Linked DNA regions of Mus musculus: region 2 is linked to region 1. The links are chromatin contacts, called in public Micro-C maps. All regions are on one chromosome and are shown on one strand. The core of a region is the stretch at or near the end of the contact, and the rest is flanking DNA. Distances in the headings are between cores, read along the strand shown. Region 1 overlaps Ebf1 (early B cell factor 1). Region 2 overlaps Ebf1 (early B cell factor 1).

Region 1 (3,582 bases), core at 595-3,094:
AGAAAAGGGAAATCAGAAAGAAAAGAAGATTTAAGGTAGTTGGTTCTGGAGAACTCTGGAAATTGTCCAAAGTTAAGAATTGAACAGAAATAGCTAGCAGAAGATTTCCCAGAAGGCAAAATGAGGCTGGTTTTTCTCACTCAAACCACTAAATATTGCATCCTGTTGTTAGGAGGGAGGCTTATCTGGGGTAATCGCCAATATGATTTGACATCCTGGCTGTCCTGAAAAACTTTCTCCCATACAGCCCAGCAGATTTCCCCAGTTTGCCATGTCCTGATGCGTTCTCTTTCTCTCCCTCTAGAGGCAGAATGTGAAGCAATAAATAAGGCTTAATATCTAGGCATTAAAAATAAAGCCAGGGGTGAAGGCGCTGTGACAGGAACAGAAAACAGGCCTGGGAAGAAAGCCCATACTTTGTCAAGAAAGCGGATGCAGGAGAAAAGGGAGAGGTGGTGGGGGTTACATAAAAATATTCTCTCACCCTTCAGAGTCTGCAAGCTCCCTTCCACCCTGCTCCTATCTTCTCTCTCTCTTCCAATCTCTTCTCTCTCTTTCCCTCCCTCTCTCCTTCCCTCCCTCTCTCCCTTCCTCTCATCCCTCCCTTCCACTCCTCTCTCTTGCTCTCTCCATTGCTCTGACTCTACAAATCTCTGTGGATTTGTATCTGTCTCTCTTTTCTCCTTTAGGTCTCCCCCATCCCATCCCACCCCTCCCTCCATCTATTCCTCCATGCCCCTCTCTCTGTCCCTTCCCCTGTCTCTTGCCTGGGATTTGGATAGGAACTGATCCCTCAACAAAAGGAACCAACGAGTCTCTAGAAGTAGCCCTGCACATGGTGTGGACACATTGTGACCCTGTCAGTAGAGGCAGCAAATGTCCCCTGACAGTGTGGCCCTCAGATGCCCTCTCTTTTCCCTCTCTTCTCTTGGCCTAATGAGCCTCAATTACAGCCAAAGGCGTCTGGACAGTGCCAGGCTAAGAGAGGCCTCTCACAAGGAGCCAGGGGCATCATTTTAACAGGTGTGTGTGTGTGTGTGTGTGTGTGTGTGTGTGTGTGTGTTCACTTCTAACTAGTGACATCTTCCGGCTGTTGGGTTTGGCCCTGGGTTAGGGGTCAGGATCCCTTCTTCCTTGCTGGGGCCCAGAAACCTTGCAAGGAAAGTCAGCAGGTCCCACAGGTCCCGAGAGGGCACAGGGGCCAGGGCTGGCTTGTCTGTGCCCTTTTTAATACCACATTCTAGCAAAAAGAAAATTCTGAGCTCTGACTTTAGAGCCTTTGACACATAATTGGTAGCCAATTTTCCTAAGTGGTGAGTCAATTTTCTGCTTGTGAAATGTAACTTTACCCTGGTGAACACCGGGCCCCAGGGTTTTCAATGTGGCTTAACAGCAATTATATGAATGTTAGGAAGGGGGGGAAGTGTTAAAGTCTCTGCATTTGCATTTGTACGTGTTTTTACCTCTTAAAGGCATAGGAGATATCTCCTAACCAACTCACCCACGGAAAAACCCACCCAGAGACAGGCTCAGGATATCCTGGGAAAGAAAACCACACTACAAAGGGTACCTTTTTTTTTTTCCTGCAAATATTCCAACCAGTAGTGAGATGTAATTGGTTGGGGGTGGCATTTAGGAGGTCAGTCATAGCATGGGTTCCTAGCTCCCCTCCAGCTGTTTTCTTTGCGTGCGCCCTAACCTCTATTACTCTGCCCATCCCCACCTCTAAACAAATACCCGGTGGCGCTGGGCCCCTCCCCTTTGCAGGCTAGTCCCCCACCCCCAGGCTGCTCGGCTCAGCTCCACATTTGCTGTGCGACTCCGCTTTCACTGGCGACAAACTGGAGCCGGGGCCTTTCCGTTCAGGAGGAACTCGCTACGTGTCGCTAACAACAGCACAAACACCGACTGCCCGGCTCTGGGCTCCGCTGCCCACAGCGCACTCGGCACCAAAGAGCCTCAACTGTAAGAAGTAATTCATGAGGTCCCACAAAGCCACTACTGAGAGTCATGGAGCAGGGGGGTGAGAAAAGGGGTGTTCCTGCTCCTGGGGCCTCCATCCCTGCAGATCTGAGCTGCAGTAGTTACATTCACAGCCCAACACAAGCAGTTTGTCCATGTTCGGTTTATCTCATGTTTTGTTTTGTTTTGTTTTGTTTCCTCTATGGAGACAAACCATCTCTATCTTCCATTAATCGTGCTTTTACATTTCCATCCAATTTATTAATAGGATGCTCTCACAGATATAGTTTACATATTTGTTGATTACGTGGACTTAGTTTTTACGTTCATTTAGTTTTGGACACTTTCACACATGTATCTAACAGAGTCTGCTCACAGAAGTCCCTCTGCTCTGGCTAACCCACCCACCATTCTCTTCTTCGAAATAAATCCCCATTCAACTTACATGTCTTTTTGTTTTGTAACCCACCATGTATAACTTTGCCCACCCTCAACCTTAGTCCTAAAATGCACTCTTTGGCTTTATCCAAAATACAAAAGTCATGCCACAATCATGTATTTCCACAGATGTGAACGACACCTACCCACACTGGCTCAAGCTATACTTGCCCATAAAAAGACAGAGCACTGCTGTGAACTTTTTTGGGAAACTTGCTACATTTGTTTCAAAAGACACATGTATTGTAACAAAATAAAAATACTGGGGAGAGACTGACTTTAGAAGCATATATGAGGAATAGGTTTTTTTTGTTTTGTTTTGTTTTGTTTTGTTTTTTTTAAGAACTAGGCTAGGAAACAGAGTAAAGTAACAAGAGTAAATTATATTTAGAGGTCACTAAACGGGAAGAAATACATAAGAAAAACTTTCCCCAAAATAAGAGAGACAGCATGCCAATACAGGCATTTCAGCACGTGTCCTAATTTTGGAGAGGAGGATAAATAAAAGAGTTAAATGTAGAAAAGAAACCGACTGTGGGACTCCTAATTCTGAAAGATAGAGAAAAACAGCCAATGTGCAAACACACCTGTGAAACTTGGTAACAGAGCCTGTGTTAAAGGCAGGATTGCCCCATCAAATGAGTCTCCCAGAGACTCAGTCTGCAGCTCCTGGGTTCAGTGTTTAGTAAAGGGCTTCCCTAAATCCCAGCCACAATGAGATGTCCTTGTAAACACCTTTATACTTCTCCCTAACTCTCCAGTGGATTTCTGCAAGCTCCTACCTCTGTCAACTATGCCTGGCTGGAATTACTATCGAAACACATCCTTCTCCCTAGGAGTTTAAGGGGACAAGCCTTCAGGAGAAGCCTGAGGGAGGGATAATTGTTTGGGGGGCACAAGAGGGGAAGTTAGCTATCTCCTCAGTGGTTCCTGAGACCCTGCTAAGAAGGCTGCTTACCTCTGACAGCAGCCCCGGGCAGGTTTAGGAACCCGGGTTTCATGTTCCTGCCCTTAGCTTTGTGTCTATGATGGCTGGCACATCTCTTTTTGTGGTTGTAATTTAAATGAGACAACCCACTGCACAGCTGTCTCAGTCAAATTATGCAGGGCCATGTGGCCTTTCTTCAATCTTTAAAAAGTCTAGGGCACCTCTGACCATGTTTGAGGGAAGCCCAGGGGAGC
Region 2 (3,582 bases), core at 317-2,816, 100 kb before region 1:
GTTCTGGAATTTTCTCACACAACTGCTTTGCCTATGTGATGTCAGGAGAGGCCCGAGGGCAGGCCAATGGCAGCTGCACAGCCGAAGGACAAGGAGACGGGTTTACCTCCTCATAAAAATAGAACGGCAAAGGCCCTGGTGAAGTGGTATCCACTAAGAGGGCTTAAGGAGACGTACACCACACTGACAGGGCCATTGTACAAGTGTACTCTGTAAGAGCCCAGACTGCCTAAAAAGGTTCTCAGGAAGAAGTCTCGCTGCTTCTCAGGTGTGTTATTTTTAGCCCCTCCCCTAGGATTATGCATGGCCTAGAATCCCTGCTTGAAAGGGAAGGATACACTTCGCGCTAGCTGCTATCTCTCTGAATTCATCAGAAATCTGGACGTGGACACTACCAACACAAAGGAAGCACAATTAAGGCCCAAGGTGGGACCACTGTGAGCCAAACAGACACCCCACACACATTGTTCCTTTCACACTCCAGCCAGCCCTGCTAAGCAGCTCTGCCTTTGACTGACATGTGACATTCTTGTCTTCGTGGGCAGAGGAGCCAAGCTCCTGATGGCTATCGACATCTGTAAATGTCATGTCTGAATATGCCTCAGCCATTGCTTCTTCTCCTTCAGTGTATTCCCTGCCTCCCGCCCCTCTGCTCACTTTAATTATACAATGAAAACTCTCCAGTGTGGAGTGGCTGCCTGCTCTATCCCACAGGCCCTTAATTGTACTCTGGCATTGGGTCGTGGCATTTTATCACCTTGCCGTGGTAAAAGGCACATTTGCAACAGGAGTCAGTCATGGGACATCTTTCAGAAATGCCAGTGTCTTCACACACACACACACACACACACACACACACACACTTTTTTATATCAGTCTTCTGGGACTTTCTTCCGTGTGGACAAGAGAATGCTAGCTAACACCATATACCATCTCCTACAGTCCTTACCATCAGAAAGAATTCCTCAACTTATTCTGTATGCTGATGACGGCCTATCACCTCTCCCACAATCCCCTGCCTCTTATCAGTTCACAAAATCATCCTGAGCAGGTTCAAGTCCTCTATGGCCTTCATTCCCTGCTGAACACACACACTCACTACTCCTGCTGTTATGAAACACTGTCAAGAGGGAGAAGCACAGAGACCAGCAGAGGACTATGTTGAAGCATTTTCCAAAACAGCCCATCACCAGCAAGCAATTTCTTAGCTGGCAAAAATAAAATAAAATAAAATAAAATAAAATAAAATAAAATAAAATAAAACCTATCCAATCTAGACTTGGCTGTCCAATCGGAGAACAGATCTTAAATCATGTGGAGTCTCCCCACCCTGATCCAAGAATCCCACATTCTACTTCTCACAGGTTAGACATCCATCCCACAGTAGATTAGGAGAGCAGATCTATTCTTGGCAATCCCAGTCTCCAGTTCAATCCAGACCTGAAGGGGGAGGAAGCGTTCTTGTGCTCAGTCATGTTTGAGCCTCTCTCCTGCACAACACCATTTTCCACTTGGGAGATTCATGTTGCACCACTTTTAAGCAATTCCCAGAGGTGTATGAGGGTGCCTGGTCCCAGATGTTTCCCCATCACTCTTCAGTAACATGGAAAATTCCAGGCTATCCTCTACAGGGTGTGAGTAAAGGAGACATGGATTGTTGACGCTTGTCTCTTTCCTGGCCTGAAGATCTCTAAATAAGACTCATGAAATTGGCTTCTCTTGACATTCCTGCCCACTTCAAGACTGCCATTCACCTCAGGACTATGGAGGGAGTGTGGCTTTGGGTACCTCCATCATTCATTCATTCTTAATGAGTATTCCCAATGTGAAGTAAGCAGTAGAGGCTGGAAGCCCCGAGCCAGGAGTCAATAGAAACTGGGAATTCTCCATACTAATATTTCTCAACAAAATTTTGCTCACAGAGACATTCTCCTATCACAGTCTGGGGCTATTCATTGACTGCTACTGAGTCCAGCCTTGATGGAACCAAAAACCACCCAAACAAACAAACAAACAAAAGAAACCCATCATCCCTTGATTCCTATGGAAAGTGCCCAGTACCTTAGTCACAGGAAGGCACTATTTTGAGATATACAAAGAATCACAATAAGTCACATTGGTGAAATTGGCACTGATCTGAGAACCATGAGGAAGGCAAAGGACTAATTTCTTGATAGCCTGGGAGATGACAACCATAGGTGACATCTTTCAGTATGAGGAAGAGGAGGACATCAATGAGTGACCCAAAGCCTCTGAAATCTTGTCATAGCTCAACATCATGGAAGAGTGTGGGGTCCACTAGAGGAGCTTGTCTATAAGGCAACCCTTCTCTTCTCATTCCAACTCACACTCATACCTCTGATTCCCATCTTCCAACTATAGGCACAGGCAGGTACAAGCCAACTGCAGAGAAAAGTCCCTGGTACCCAAGCACCTGCCAGTTGTCACCAGGATGGAACAGAAACTGAAGGATAAAACTGAAGCTTCAGTTTCTGGACTTCCTGATGTTCTGAGAGAAGTTGGCTATTGGATCTTAACACAAATCTTCCAATTCTAAAATATTAATCCAAACTTAGACATTTAAGCCAAGAAAACGCATCTGTCAACTGAACCCTGTGTGTGGCTTGCCGCTGTGCAATCACCCATGCTTTGATTCACATATTGCCAGATGAGACCGGACTTTTACATCATTTCTCTTTTCACTTAGTGAGCTGTGACTTCCCAAGTCGACTATAAATACACTTTTGACCCTGACACACTTTTGGCCGGGTCTGCCTTCCCCTGTCATTCATTTATCACTCAGGCACTGGATTTTTACATTGCCCTGTTTAACAACAGCTATGAGCAGATGTAACATTTCCCAAATGATAGAATATTATAAAGACAAGAGGGGGAATTAGGTGTCAACCTTAGGCAATGTTGTTCCTTTACATTCTGGGGTTTGTTGCTCTTTGTCTTGTTTCTAGCAGGTGCACGTTTGTAATGGGGATTTCTCACTTAATTGCTAAATCTTCCAGGCCACAGTAAAATCTATCATAGACCAGACATGAGTATGCTAATTCCTCATCTCTCCCATAATATACTCATTCAATGTGGTCTTCTTCCCGCCAATGTGCATTCCTAAATGCCATTAATAGTAATGGGAGTGAAATGCAAACTATGACTAAGTAGGCCCTAGTGCATGAAATAGAGTCTCAACCACAAAGACAAGCTGCCACACAGCTCACTGCTGGGCACTAAATTAGGGGCTGGTGCCTCTCTGGTTTGGACCAAGACAAATAAAAACAAGTTGGGGAGCGGAGTCTTGTTCTCTGCTTAGCCACTACCAAAACTGTCCCTGGCTTGCAGATAAACACAGCTTCCCAACAGGCACAGAGTGCAGTGAGATGCAAGCACCAGGTCTCGGAGGGAATTAATGAAACACAACTAAGCCAACTCAATCCAGCTGCCCTTTAGCCGTCCTGTCCACCAAAAGACACTGTTTTAAAAACCGCCATCCTTTATTCAAGGAAAAAAAAAGAAGTCCACTCTGGAGCACTGGGGGAGATTTTTTGGTTTGGTTTTTTTTTTTCCTTTCTTTCT

Evidence for each region. Hi-C and Micro-C count contacts between places; a contact is called where the count stands out from the background.
Region 2: a Micro-C map of brown adipocytes shows a contact between it and region 1, with 2.6 times the contacts expected there. The contact joins two enhancer-like sites. A contact is called at or near these places in 3 of 39 promoter capture datasets (liver, pre-B cells and stem cell-derived epiblast-like cells), 1 of 15 datasets of contacts at CTCF or cohesin (the NIH/3T3 cell line), 4 of 484 Hi-C or Micro-C datasets (CD4 T cells, the CH12 cell line, brown adipocytes and 1 more) and 1 of 115 datasets of contacts at active chromatin or transcription factors (embryonic stem cells).

What each region holds. Positions count from the first base shown.
Region 1 is chr11:44,663,688-44,667,269 of GRCm38.p6, reverse strand. The region is part of intron 6 of Ebf1 (early B cell factor 1); the gene reads right to left. Among named protein-coding and RNA genes, the nearest start is that of Ebf1, 47 kb to the right of the region's middle. Within about 2 kb of position 1,844, at least 93 of the 459 cell types and tissues checked have an H3K27ac peak or open chromatin away from gene starts, as enhancers often do. A contact at or near this core is called in brown adipocytes, where this site is marked.
Region 2 is chr11:44,767,680-44,771,261 of GRCm38.p6, reverse strand. All of the region lies in intron 6 of Ebf1 (early B cell factor 1), which reads right to left. Among named protein-coding and RNA genes, the nearest start is that of Ebf1, 150 kb to the right of the region's middle. Within about 2 kb of position 1,566, at least 11 of the 459 cell types and tissues checked have an H3K27ac peak or open chromatin away from gene starts, as enhancers often do. A contact at or near this core is called in brown adipocytes, where this site is marked.